Regions from separate parts of the Macaca mulatta genome. Here region 1 is linked to region 2. Evidence: chromatin contacts called from public Hi-C data. All regions are on one chromosome and are shown on one strand. The core of a region is the stretch at or near the end of the contact, and the rest is flanking DNA. Distances in the headings are between cores, read along the strand shown.

Region 1 (6,589 bases), core at 2,657-5,156, 130 kb after region 2:
CTCCATTTTTCCCCCAGCTGCATAATATTCTGTTGTGTGGATGTAGCATAGTTAATTCAGTAAGTCTCCTGTTGATAGACGTTTGGGTTATTTTCAAACTTTAGCTATTAAAATAACATGGAGTGACTAGCCTTGGGCATGTGTCATTTTGTATTTTTGCCTGTGTATCTCTGGGTAGATCTTTAGAAATAGGGTTGCTAGGCTTTGTCAACCAGAGAAGCTTGTTAGAGACTCCATGCCTAGGGCTTTTACTGGTCATGTAGGCAGGTCTGCCTGGGACATTCCAAAATTCCAGATTCCCAGAAGGAAAGCAGGTATTCAGTGTAAGCCACAATGTTTGAACAGTTAAGGCACAGTGAACCACTCTTATCAGTTAATGGTGGGAACCTTCCCAAAATCCAGATTCCCAGACACTATGCCAACTTCATAAGCTGGCTTTCAGAGGATCACAGTCAGAGCTGCTGTGTTAACTCTTTTTGCACAGCACCATTTTGATTTATTCTTGAACTATCTATTAATAGCTCCATTCAAATTTTGCCCATTTTTCTATTAGGTTTGGGATCTTTTTCTTCTTGATTGCTCTTTTTATATTAGAGATTTGGGCCCTTTGTGACATAAATTGCAAATATTTTTTTCCAGTTTATCTTTTGGCTTTGCTCATAATATTTGTTGTGTTTTTGAGTCATAGCTTTTCCCACTCCAAGGTTACAAAGAAACTTTCCTATCTAAAGCTTATGTTTTCATTTTCTACATTTAGATCCCTAATTCATTTGGAATCTGTCCTGGTATACATTGTGAAATACAGATTCTATTTTCTTTTTCCAAATGGCTATCCAGTTTGTGCCAACATCATTTTTTTAAATTCATCTTTTCCTTATTCATTTGTAAAGCTACCTTCATCAGACATTTACTAAATTTCAATGTGCTTTTGGGTTTATTTCGCAACTTTGTATTCTGTTAGTCTGTTTATGCACCAATACCACACTTTTAATTAAAGAAACTTTATAACATTTTTTAATATCTGGTAGGGCTAACCTCCCTATCACATACCATATTGTTCTTATTTTCAGAGTATTCTTGGCTCTTTTTGCTTATTTATTTTTCCATATGAATACTTCTAGCTGTAGAAAACAACATGTGGTGATATTTTTAAAATATATAGATTTATGTTATTAATTTAGGAACAAGAAGTGACATTTTTAAGTCTTACTGTCCAATAATACAGCATGTCCTTCATTTGGTTAAGTTCACTTTTGTGTCGTTCAGCACTGTCTTCAAGTTTTCCTCAGATGGGACTTGCGTATTTCTTGTTACATTTATGCCCTGTTTCTTCATTGTAAATTCCCCCATTTAATTTTGAGAAACAATCCTTAATGCTTACATGATAGATTTGATGTTGAAACCCGGCATGTGTTTATTGGTGACCACTCAGGCCAAGTAACAATCCTCAAACTGGAGCAAGAAAACTGCACCCTGGTCACAACATTCAGAGGACACACAGGTAGGAGTAACAGCAAAATCATCATGTGCTGATAGCACAGTGAGATATCACCTGCTGCATCTCCTGATGTTCAGATATGTTTTGAAAGTGGCAAAGTACAGTCCATGCTTGTGCAAAGATACACATGATATGCTTAACTGATTTCAAAATGGTTCAGTAAAATATAACGTCAAACATTTTTCTGTATAATCCAAACAAAAGAGAAACCAATCTATTTTGAAAATGTTGATAATTTGGTTCTCTGTCATACTGCACCAGAGAAAGCCAGTGTTGGCATACATTAATGAGGCATTGTTTGAGAGCATGTGGCCTCAGACGGCTGAAACCCCAGAAGGCCGAAAAGACAGCTGCCTTGGTCTGACCTTGCCTTTCCTGGAGTTAGAAGATGGTGTACAAGAAAGATTCCCACTTCCAAGTCAAATGAAAAGACAGATATATTCTTCATGAGTAGCTAGACTTTGTGAAAAGGCTCAAGTTCCTCTCCAACTTTACTTCCTTCATATCCTTTTTAGGTTAAAACCTAAGGTCCCCTTTACGTTACTGCTCTGCTCAGGGTCATTTAAGCAAGGTAGTATAAAATATTCATCCTTAGCCTTTGAAAGACTTGATCAATGATGATGATTAATTTTTTACTAGTAGTTTTAACATGTACTTTTGACTCTAGAACATATCGACCCTAGAAAATGAGTCATTGCCAGTTTTCATGGTTCTTAAAGGGCCTTTCCGTTTTCTACCAGCTACCAACCCATGATTTTGTGTAAAATGAGATAATACTGAGTTTAGATGTCGATAAGAAAAAAAGTAGGGGAAAGAGGATATAAAATTGGATAATACCTAGATCATAAGGGGCTTCCTAAAGGGAAAAAATGGAATGCTAGAATAAGAAACATATAGTAAGGAGAAAATTGAATACAAGGAAGAAGATTCATAAAAGATCATCTGAATTATTTATGCCTTTGGGAGGAAGAACACATGGAAATATCCCCTATGGATAGGACCCTGGTCTTCCCTGACTGAATTTCTTTTTTAGCCACTTACACCCTCACCTACACTTTGGCCAAGACTGGGCCTGGGGTTCTGTGGGGGACCCAGAACTGTCCCACCTCAGAAGTCTTAAACTTCTGTGCTTCACGCAGACTTCAGCCTCCTCATCCTCCAATTCCCTACACCCTTTCTTCATTCCACTTACTGTTTCCCCTTGTGGCGCATTCCAGCCTGTGGTCCCTCCATTTTTCCAGCATCTCAGCCCCTGCATCACCTTTCCTCCCAGTGGTGCATCGCTTCACCCATGCCTTCCCAGCATTCTCAGTTCTGTGAATGTAAATATTCTGCCTTCTTGGCAAGCCTGTCTGATTCAGACTAACTCTCCACCTTTTCTTGTTGTGCAGCCAGCTGCTGGGTCTATAGTAGTCACACTGCCTTGAGGTTTAGACCATCATTACCATTGCACACTCAGGATTTCCTGTGTAGACTTATGAAGTTGTCTAATAATCACTCTCCCTGTCCTCAGTTCGCTCCTTCTTCCAGGCCCCTAAACAGAGACCTTCACCATCCTTCCCAAGCCCCCATCCCCATCTCATTCCTTGCCTCTTCCTTCAAAAGCTATCAGATAGAAGCTTAAAAAGAAAAAAAAAAAAATATTTCTTGCCCACTGTATATCCCCCCCACCCCAACAAACAAACTTTTTCTCTCCCCACTTCTCCTCTTCTCAGTGCAGGAGAGCTGCCTTCCTCTGGCCCATTCTCGTCTTCTCAGTGCAGGAGAGCTGCCTTCCTCTGGCCCATTCTCGTCTTCTCAGTGCAGGAGAGCTGCCTTCCTCTGGCCCATTCTCGTCTTCTCAGTGCAGGAGAGCTGCCTTCCTCTGGCCCATTCTCGTCTTCTCAGTGCAGGAGAGCTGCCTTCCTCTGGCCCATTCTCGTCTTCTCAGTGCAGGAGAGCTGCCTTCCTCTGGCCCATTCTCCTCTTCTCAGTGCAGGAGAGCTGCCTTCCTCTGGCCCCAGGCTATTCGCAGGGTGTCCCTACCAAAATGGATTGCCTTGGTCTCTCTTTTGACTAACTCTTTTCAATTTATTAACATGCTTATGTTTTTTGCCTCTGGTAGAAAAACAAACCAACACCCTCTCAATCCCGTGTCTTATAGCAAGTTCCTTCTTATTCTCTTAATAGCAATGCTTTAAAAATTGTGGTAAAATGTATAAAACATAAAATTTACCATTTTAACCATTTTTAAATGTACTATTCAATGACATTAACTACATTCACACTGTTGTGCAATCATCAACGCCATCCATCCCAGAACCTTTTCCATCTTGTGAAACTGAAACTCTGTTCCCTTGGACATGAACTCCCTATCCTCTCCCCCTACCCTCCCAGTCCCTGGAAACTGTTACTCTGCTTTCTGTTTCTATGAATTTCACTAGTCTAGGTGACTCATAAGAGTGGAATCATGCAGTATTTGTCCTTTTGTGACTGGTTTATTTCACTCAGCATAATGTCCTCAAGGTTCATCCAAGTTGTAGCAAACAGCCGTGTTTCTTAGAAGAATATAATTTTCCCAGCTGCTTCGCATTTTCACTTCCAATTTGCCTTCCAGCTCCCTGCAATCTGGTTTGTCGTTACTATGCCACTGAAACTGCTGTCCCTGAGGTGACCAGTGGCCTGCTGGGACACGTTGTAAACCTTGTCGTACTTAACTTTTCAGCAGCATTTTACATTGTGGCCATTCCTTCTGGCTGTAACTGCCTTCCTTTGGCTTTTCTTCTATGATGCTGCTGGCTTTCTCGGGCTCCCCTGTGGTCGGTTGTGTCCCCAGGATCTTCCCTGGATCCTCTTCTCTTTATGCTCTGTGCTGTCCCTTGTCATCTCAGCCATTCCTCCCAGTCACAGAGTAAAATTGTCATTATCCTCAAATTCTTCACAACCCAGTGAGAGACAAAAACTAAAGCACAGTTCTAGTGCATGCTGGCAGGGGCTGGTGGGAGCAAGCACCTTGCGCTTCTGGGAACACAGAAGGGCAGCCCACTCGAAGGAGATGGAGGCGGTTAGGAACGGCCTCCTCGGGAGTCTGCCTGACCTCAGATCTTTGGGGATGAGTAAGTATTGAGTTCATGGAAAACAACTGAGAAGAGCATCTCAGGCAGAGAAAACCAGCGTGTTCAAGGCAAGGAGATGTGCAAGAGCATGGCTCTCTTGAGAACTGCTAGTCACTCTTTTATGGTGGATGCACTGGGTATGAGGGAGGGAGAGGGGAGGTCAGGGTGGAGGGGCAGCCAGAAAGCAAGAGTCACTTCCCATCACTGAGACCGTGCTGGGCATTATCCTGATGTCACTGAGAGACCATTAAAGAGTTTGAAGCAAAGAAGGTAACCTGATTGGATTTTAAAAGGTTGTCTGGCAGTAGAGAGTGGAATTGGAAAGCTAGTAGGGAAGTGTCCCTTGAGAGGGGACTGTGACAGTGGGAAAACAAGGAGTGGGTGGATTCAAGGTAGAATTCAGAGGTGCATTCCGCAGGCCTAGTGATGGACCTGATGGTTCCCAGGTTCGCTTTAGGCAGAGGTGGCTTTCAGCCTGACCTCTTGACTCTTCAGTAATCAGGCACGCACCCACTCACAGTATGGTGGCTGATAGGAGCCCTCTGAGTTTTGTATTGTTGCCTCCAGGTCAGAAAAGGACAGTAGCAGCTTCTAAGCACTCTTGTCAGCCACATGTGGTTCAAGGGTCCCATGTTTTGCAGGCTTGTTCTGATATGAAATATGACCTTGGTATTGTGTCTTATCTTTCCTAAAGAGTTTAAAGCATTTTCACTTTATTTTTATCAAGAAATATATTTGAGAAAAACAGGAAATGGCTCAGGAAGGTCACTAACTAACAGGAAGGCAAATGTAGCAGGTCAGATGTTACCTTATTATTGTTCCTAAACAGTGGTATCTGCCCATCACTAATGTGGCTGGAATACAGCTCATTCCTGTAAAGCTAGAGTGAGGACCTGTAAGAGAGTCCATGGTGATTTAGACATATTGTTGAGCTCTTCCTAAGTGGTAGGCTCATTCTGGGCCCTGGGAGGTCCCAAACACAGCAAGTCTCAGTTCTGGGAAAGAGATTTTTGTAAGGACAAAATGAACACCCTAAAGTTAATCCAGTTCCATTAAAGGGCAGCTTTGGAGGTCCCATCACTCCAGATGCAAACTCAGAAGCAGGTCTTCAGTATGCGTCCAGAGTCATAGCCCTTCACCCCATCATTCTCTCTTACAGTACAGAAGGTCATACAAAAATGTGGGTTAATGAGGGAATCGACCTAGTAGTCATGCCCAGAGGCCAAAGCATAACATTTTTCTAATCTCTAGGGATTTAGGAAACTAGTTTTATGTTCTTATGCTCCCTCTACTGGTTTTCTTTCTGGAGCTAAATGCCAAATATCACAGTTCTTTGCTATTTCTGCAGAAAGTAGAATGTATTTCTATGAAAAAGTCAAAAACTAACTTAGAGGAGTTGCTTTTGTTTTTCTTGTTTTGTTTTGTTTTGAGACAGAATTTCGCTCTGTTGTCCAAGCTGGAGTGCAGTGGCATGATCTTGGCTCACTGCAACCTCCACCTCCCAGGTTCAAGCAATTCTCCTGCCTCAGCCTCCCGAGTAGCTGGGACTACAGGTGCCCGCCATCATGGCCGGCTAATTTTTGTATTTTTAGTAGAGGCAGGGTTTTACCATGTTGACCAGGCTGGTCTTAAACTCCTGACCTCAAATGATCCACCCTCCTCAGCCTCCCAGAGTATTGGGATTACAGGCATGAGCCACCGTACCCGGCCAAAAATCATATTTTGACCATTGGAAATTAATAGTGTTAATACAATCTTTTTTCTTTTATTTCTAAGAAATTATTTTATTAGCATGAACATATTTGAAACAGGAGGGCTTGAATGTAAATCTGCCAAAGCAAACTAATTAATGAATAATTAAATGCAGACTTGTTCATGAGCTGTTAGGGGAATCATTGAAGGGAACAGTGTAACTATAACAAAAGAAACTAAACAAACTAAGAAAGTCACAGTTCAATGTAAAGAGGCAAGTTCATATAATTTAGAACTTCAATTT
Region 2 (6,180 bases), core at 89-2,588:
CATGCTAGCAAATCTTTCTGGAAACAGGCTGTCTCTGTCTCTAAAGGTCAGAAGCAGACTGACTTTTTAAGGAAAGATCACTATGGGAAAGCTTATTTGAGGAGGCTTACTAGAGTAGGATTAGCTTCAAGTGATCCCAGAGCTCCTGACAGTTCTGAATTTCCTATTTTTATATTATCAAACCAGAGTCTGTCCAGGACTTCACAGATCTTAATCAGTATATATTCATCCAGATATTGCAACACTATGGGAAAGTTAGGGTGGCAATTCCGACACTCTTAAAATGAGTGATTTTTAAGTCATGAAATCCTGACCATCTGTCTTACACCTCAAGTGTTACTAATCTTATTTTGAAAAAGAAATATAGGTAAAAAATCATAGGATTTAAGTAGCTAGAAGAAACTTTAGAGAGATGGCCTTTTCCAAACAAACAAAATCGAAACTTTAGAAAAGGAAATGTGAGTTTTTACTTGCGTAGCATCTTTCTCTGGCTGTCTCTTTTCACTTTGCATTTGGCTTTGAGAAAGCATGGAGAATCATCTTCATGTCATTAAAAATAACAGTTTGGGGGAAATTACAACACTTAGTGGCATTTAGAAATCAATAAGTAGATTGTGGTTTAAGACTACTGCAGTTGGTGATTTGTTGATATCTGTAACACTAAACTAAATTGTGTACAGTATATACTTATCTGAGAAGAGAATGACTACCTTACCAAGCTTTTCTTCTCAACTATTGTCAGAATAGAAAGAATTCAAAAAGAGATCACACTGCTTTATTTTTATATGAGTAGGTCTCCCAAGGAGAGTGTTACAATTAACCTAGAAATTCCCTGATAGAGAAACAAACAAAAACAAACAAACAAACAAACAAAAAACCTCCCCTTGTGCAGCTTCAGCAAGCAGTCTTATTAACTCTTTAAAAACTTTTTTAAAATTTAAGGACGGGGGCCTCTTCATCCAAATATTTTATTTAGTCCTTAGTAAAAATTAATTGAGAAGTATAATAAACTAACCAGTAAGACCAAAAAAGAAAAGAAAATGTTATCTGCTTGTCTCTTGGCAGGGAGTGCTGCTTTATGCTCTCCTGTGCCTTTAATTTAAGGATTCTCGGAAAAGAACTGGGACTGGGAGTCTGATCTCAGCTCTACTCGGCATTGACCTTGGCATTTCCTGGGGCATTTCATCACTCTAAGCCTCAGTTTGTCCATCTGGCAAAGGAGGGGGTTAGATTTCCTAGCTATGACTCCCGGTACTGTGATGTGCTTCTGTAGTGACTAGATAAGTAGTCTCCACAACCATATCATCCTAAAATCTCAAGTGGAGGAAAGCACGCATTAGGGAAAAGGCAGCATACTTGTGTGAAACTGTCAGCACCTCATGGTGCAACCGTAAAACGATGCTTTCTGGAGCCTTTGGTTGGCAGCGGTTATTTATTCCTGAATGAAATATTAAGAAGTATTTGTTTTGTGTTAGTGCCTAACACCCAGTTGAACTGGACTCACTACATTCCTACTTCTAGACGAGTCCTTTAGTTTCAAACAATTTATCTCTGGGTGGTTTTCTAGCACCCAAGTCAGGGCCTGGGTTATCTAAATGAATGCTTTGGAAATTTTTTTGACCACAAATCATAGTAAAAAATATAGTTAGCATTGCTACGCTGACATACTGTTTCACACATATACACACATATGATAGAAACAAAGGTTTTATGAAATGGTATCCTCTTAATGTGACATGCACACCATTTTCTGTTCTGTTGCAGCCCTTATAAGATCCTAGTTGTGACCCTTTCAATTTTGTGACTAACTAAAGGGTTGTGAACAACAGTTTGAATTACTACAGAGCTTTAGAAGAACTGGTAATGTTTCGTACCTTCTTTTTCTCCCGTTATGTAGTTTCGGTTTTTTAGAAGATGGAAATGTAATTCGACTTGGGGACCTTAACCCTACTAGCCTACCCTACCTCTGGCCTGGCCTGCTTTTCTGAAATTCCCACTGACATTATAGAATTGACCCAGACTGACTGGAAGCCTTCAAATCAAGAGATAACTGTTCTAAAGCCTTTTAGCCCAGAGCCAGAGAGGGCTCAGAAAAAAAGTAGGAATGTACCAAATTGAGCATTTGCTATTGTTTGAGTGTCTTCATTTTGGCTTCCTGTTATTTATTACTGAGTTAGGACTCAGAAATGATGCATCACATCTGAATTATGAATGTCACCGGGTGGGGTGGCTCACGCCTGTAATCCCAGCACTTTGGGAAGTTGAGGTGGGTGGATCACCTGAGGTCAGGAGTTCGAGACCAGCCTGGCCAACATGGCGAAACCCTGTCTCTACTAAAAATACAAAAATTAGCTGGGTATGGTGGTGGGCACCTGTAATCCCAGCTACTCGGGAGGCTAAGGCGGGAGAATCGCTTGAACCCGGGAGGCGGAAGTTGCAGTGAGCCGAGATTGTACCACCACTGCACTCCAGCCTGGGCAACAGAGGGAGACTCCATCTCAAAAAAAAAAAAAACAAGAAACAAAACAACAACAAAAAAAACCAAAAATAAATAAAATAAAATAAAAATAAATAATAAATGTCAGTTGCTGACTTCTCTGTGTGACTATGCTTTTCTTTTTAGCTGGGCAGATTTACTTATAATACGGAGCTATTTAGAGATTTTATGTATTTTCCATTGGTTATTAAATTATCTTTTCTCCGATTTCTAAGGATCAACTTAAATTTTAAATAATTATCATAATAATCACTCTGGAGTGTGTTTACATTTTAAATAAAGATAATAGGCCAGACATGGTGATTCACACCTATAATCTCAGCACTTTGGGAGGCTGAGGTGGGAGCACTGGCTTGAGGCCAGGTGTTCAAGACCAGCCTGAGCAAGATAGCAAGATCCTGTCTCTACAACAAATAAATAAATAAAAGATAATAACCACAATAAAGAATTAGTGCTCATAAACCCCTTAGCACAATGACTGTTAGTATTTCATATATTTCTAGCAGTTTTTCTAATGCAGTTTTCAAAAATATGATTGTAACACACTTTTATGTTCTTGCCCTCACTTAAACTTTTGCCAGCACCTACCTAGATTTTAACCATCATTTTAAGTAGCCTTATATTTTTGCTTTCCTTCAGTATTCACTCATATTTATTTAATGATTATACTGTATATACTTGGCCCCTGATCTCCCATCGTGAACAAGACATATCCTGCTCTCAAGGTACTGGTAATCTAGTCACTACATCATAATTTATCTTTTCCCTATTTATTTACATTATTTTCAGTTTTATAAATGTTACGATGAACATTGTTACATGTACAGGTGTCCCCTTTTATCCCCCACTCTGAGTTTTTTGATTATTTCTTTAGGAAAGATTGTAAGAAGATTGCCATATTATTTTCCAAAAAGTTTATGCCACTTTAAAATGCTTATAGTTATGTATGCATATGAGAATATTAGTTTTGCCATACCTGACCAGCCATGGATATTATTATTTTAAAATTCTTGTTCATGATTTGCTTGATAAATGGTGGCACTTTATTGATGTTTATTTGTATTTTTTTGGCTGACAGTCAGTGAATATTTTTCTGTTCATTTATTTCTAGTTATTTTTCCTTTTTGAGTTGTCTGTTTCTGTCCTTTGTCCATTTCTCAATTGAAGTCTTTTGGTTCTTCTTAACAATTTCTTTTACATATATTCTTTTTTTCTTTTCTTTTCTTTTTTTTTTTTTTATTGAGACAGAGTTTCGCTTTTGAACCTGGGAGGCAGAGGTTTTTTTATTTTTTTATTTTTTTATTTTTTTATTTTCTTTATTATACTTTAAGTTCTAGGGTACATGTGCATAATGTGCAGGCTTGTTACATATGTATACTTGTGCCATGTTGGTGTGCTGCACCCATCAACTTGTCAGCACCCATCAACTCGTCAGCACCCATCAACTCCATCAGTTATAACTCCCAGTGCAATCCCTCCTCCCTCCCTCCTCCCCGTGATAGGCCCTGGTGTGTGATGTTCCCCTTCCCGAGTCCAAGTGATCTCATTGTTCAGTTCCCACCTATGAGTGAGAACATGCGGTGTTTGGTTTTCTGTTCTTGCGATAGTTTGCTGAGAATGATGGTTTCCAGCTGCATCCATGTCCCTACAAAGGACACACACTCATCCTTTTTTATGGCTGCATGGTATTCCATGGTATATATGTGCCACATTTTCTTAATCCAGTCTGTCACTGATGGACATTTGGGTTGATTCCAAGTCTTTGCTATTGTGAATAGTGCCGCAATAAACATACGTGTGCATGTGTCTTTATAGCAGCATGATTTATAATCCTTTGGGTATATACCCAGTAATGGGATGGCTGGGTCATACGGTACTTCTAGTTCTAGATCCTTGAGGAATCGCCATACTGTTTTCCATAATGGTTGAACTAGTTTACAATCCCACCAGCAGTGTAAAAGTGTTCCTATTTCTCCACATCCTCTCCAGCACCTGTTGTTTCCTGACTTTTTAATGATTGCCATTCTAACGGGTGTGAGATGGTGTCTCATTGTGGTTTTTTTTTTTTGCAATCTACTCATCAGACAAAGGGCTAATATCCAGAACCTACAAAGAACTCAAACAAATTTACAAGAAAAAAACAAACAGCCCCATCAAAAAGTGGGCAAAGGATATGAATAGACATTTCTCAAAAGAGGACATTCATACAGCCAACAGACACATGAAAAAATGCTCATCATCACTGGCCATCAGAGAAATGCAAATCTTTTACATGTATTCTATAAATATAGTAAGACTATTAACCCCAGGCCTGTTATATATCCAGATATACCTTACATTTTGTTGTTTGCCTTTTCATTTTTTATATAGAAAACATTTACTTTTAAGTTTAGCTCTCAAAATTTATTTATTTAAACAATTTTAAAATAAGAGACAGGGTCTCACCATGTTGTTCTGGCTGCAGTGCAGTGGCCATTCAGAAGCACATTCCCGCTACTGATCAGCAAGGGAGTTTTGACATGCTCTGTTTCCGACTTGGGCCAGTTTACCCCTTCTTAGGCAACCTGGTGGTCCCCAGCTCACATGAGGTCACTAGATTGGCGTCTTACTTAGTGTGGACACCTGATTAGCATAGCGCACTATAGCCCAGAACTTCTGGGCTCGAGTGAACCTCCTGCCTCAGCTTGCTGAATAACTGGGACTACAGGTGTGTGCCACCACACACCTTTTTTTTAATAATTGAAATTTCTTCCGTAACTCCTAATTTTTGAAAGTAACACTTTGCCCGGAGAGCCAGTGATACTCATTTTTCTTTCATCTTAGTTATATAATTTGATGAAAAAATAACTTTTCGATTTGTTTGAAGTGTATTTCATTAAGTGGCATAATTTGGGAAGTATAAATGGATTTTCCTAAAACTTGCTGTTAATTATTTCAACATTACTTATTGAGTGGTCCTTATATTTTCTTTTGTATTTATTTGTGAAACTAATTTTGTCACAAACTTTAAGTTCTCATAATCAACAGGGCCTGCTGTGGCCTCTGCTGTGTCTTAAGGAATCTCTTTGCCTCTTTTAGTGCCAGTTCTACACTTTTAATTATTGTAGCTAATGAGTTTTTCTTGACTTCTTGCCATTATGTGTCTGCAATGATAGCCCTAATCTCTCTGGCCAGGTCATCTGGCTAATGGGAAAGGAATCAGATATTGGCTCTTTCCAAAGCCTTAGGATTTTACAGTCTCAGTTTCCGTGTCTGCAAATTGGGAATAATGACTCTTTCTAGTGTTGTTGGGAGGTTTACATAAGATGATCTTCCTGCAGCACCTGCAGCACTTGGAGCATCGATGGCGCTCAGTCAAAGTTTGTTTTATTTTTTGTTTATAACACCAGCACACCTCTAAGCAGGTAAGCTTTTTCTGTTGCCATGGTTCCATTAAGACTATTTTGAAACTCACTTTGGATATACAGAGTTTGGGCTGTTGAACTTGTTTTTTGTTTTTCTAGAATTCTGAGCCCCTTTTTTCTTCTCTAATATAGAAGGGTGGGGTTAACTCTGTCATCTTTGTACCACCACTTTCCAAATTTGCCCTGTGACAGCCAGTGGTAAGGAGAGGTGTGTGGTGGGTGGGTGCTGTGCTCTCCTTTGCAGGCTTCTCTCTCTCTCTTCATTTGCTATCTTGCCCT

Evidence for each region. A called contact is a pair of places that touch in the nucleus more often than the background predicts.
Region 1: a Hi-C map of fibroblasts shows a contact between it and region 2, with 1.9 times the contacts expected there. The contact joins two enhancer-like sites. A contact is called at or near these places in 2 of 14 Hi-C or Micro-C datasets (fibroblasts and liver).

The regions. Positions count from the first base shown.
Region 1 is chr17:30,947,580-30,954,168 of T2T-MMU8v2.0, forward strand. WDFY2 (WD repeat and FYVE domain containing 2) reads left to right here. Exons shown (of 12, transcript XM_077973835.1): 6 at 1,389-1,501. Among named protein-coding and RNA genes, the nearest start is that of HNRNPA1L2, 54 kb to the left of the region's middle. Within about 2 kb of position 3,907, at least 1 of the 40 cell types and tissues checked has an H3K27ac peak or open chromatin away from gene starts, as enhancers often do.
Region 2 is chr17:30,818,458-30,824,637 of T2T-MMU8v2.0, forward strand. The region is part of intron 1 of WDFY2 (WD repeat and FYVE domain containing 2); the gene reads left to right. Among named protein-coding and RNA genes, the nearest start is that of WDFY2, 8.5 kb to the left of the region's middle. Within about 2 kb of position 1,339, at least 2 of the 40 cell types and tissues checked have an H3K27ac peak or open chromatin away from gene starts, as enhancers often do.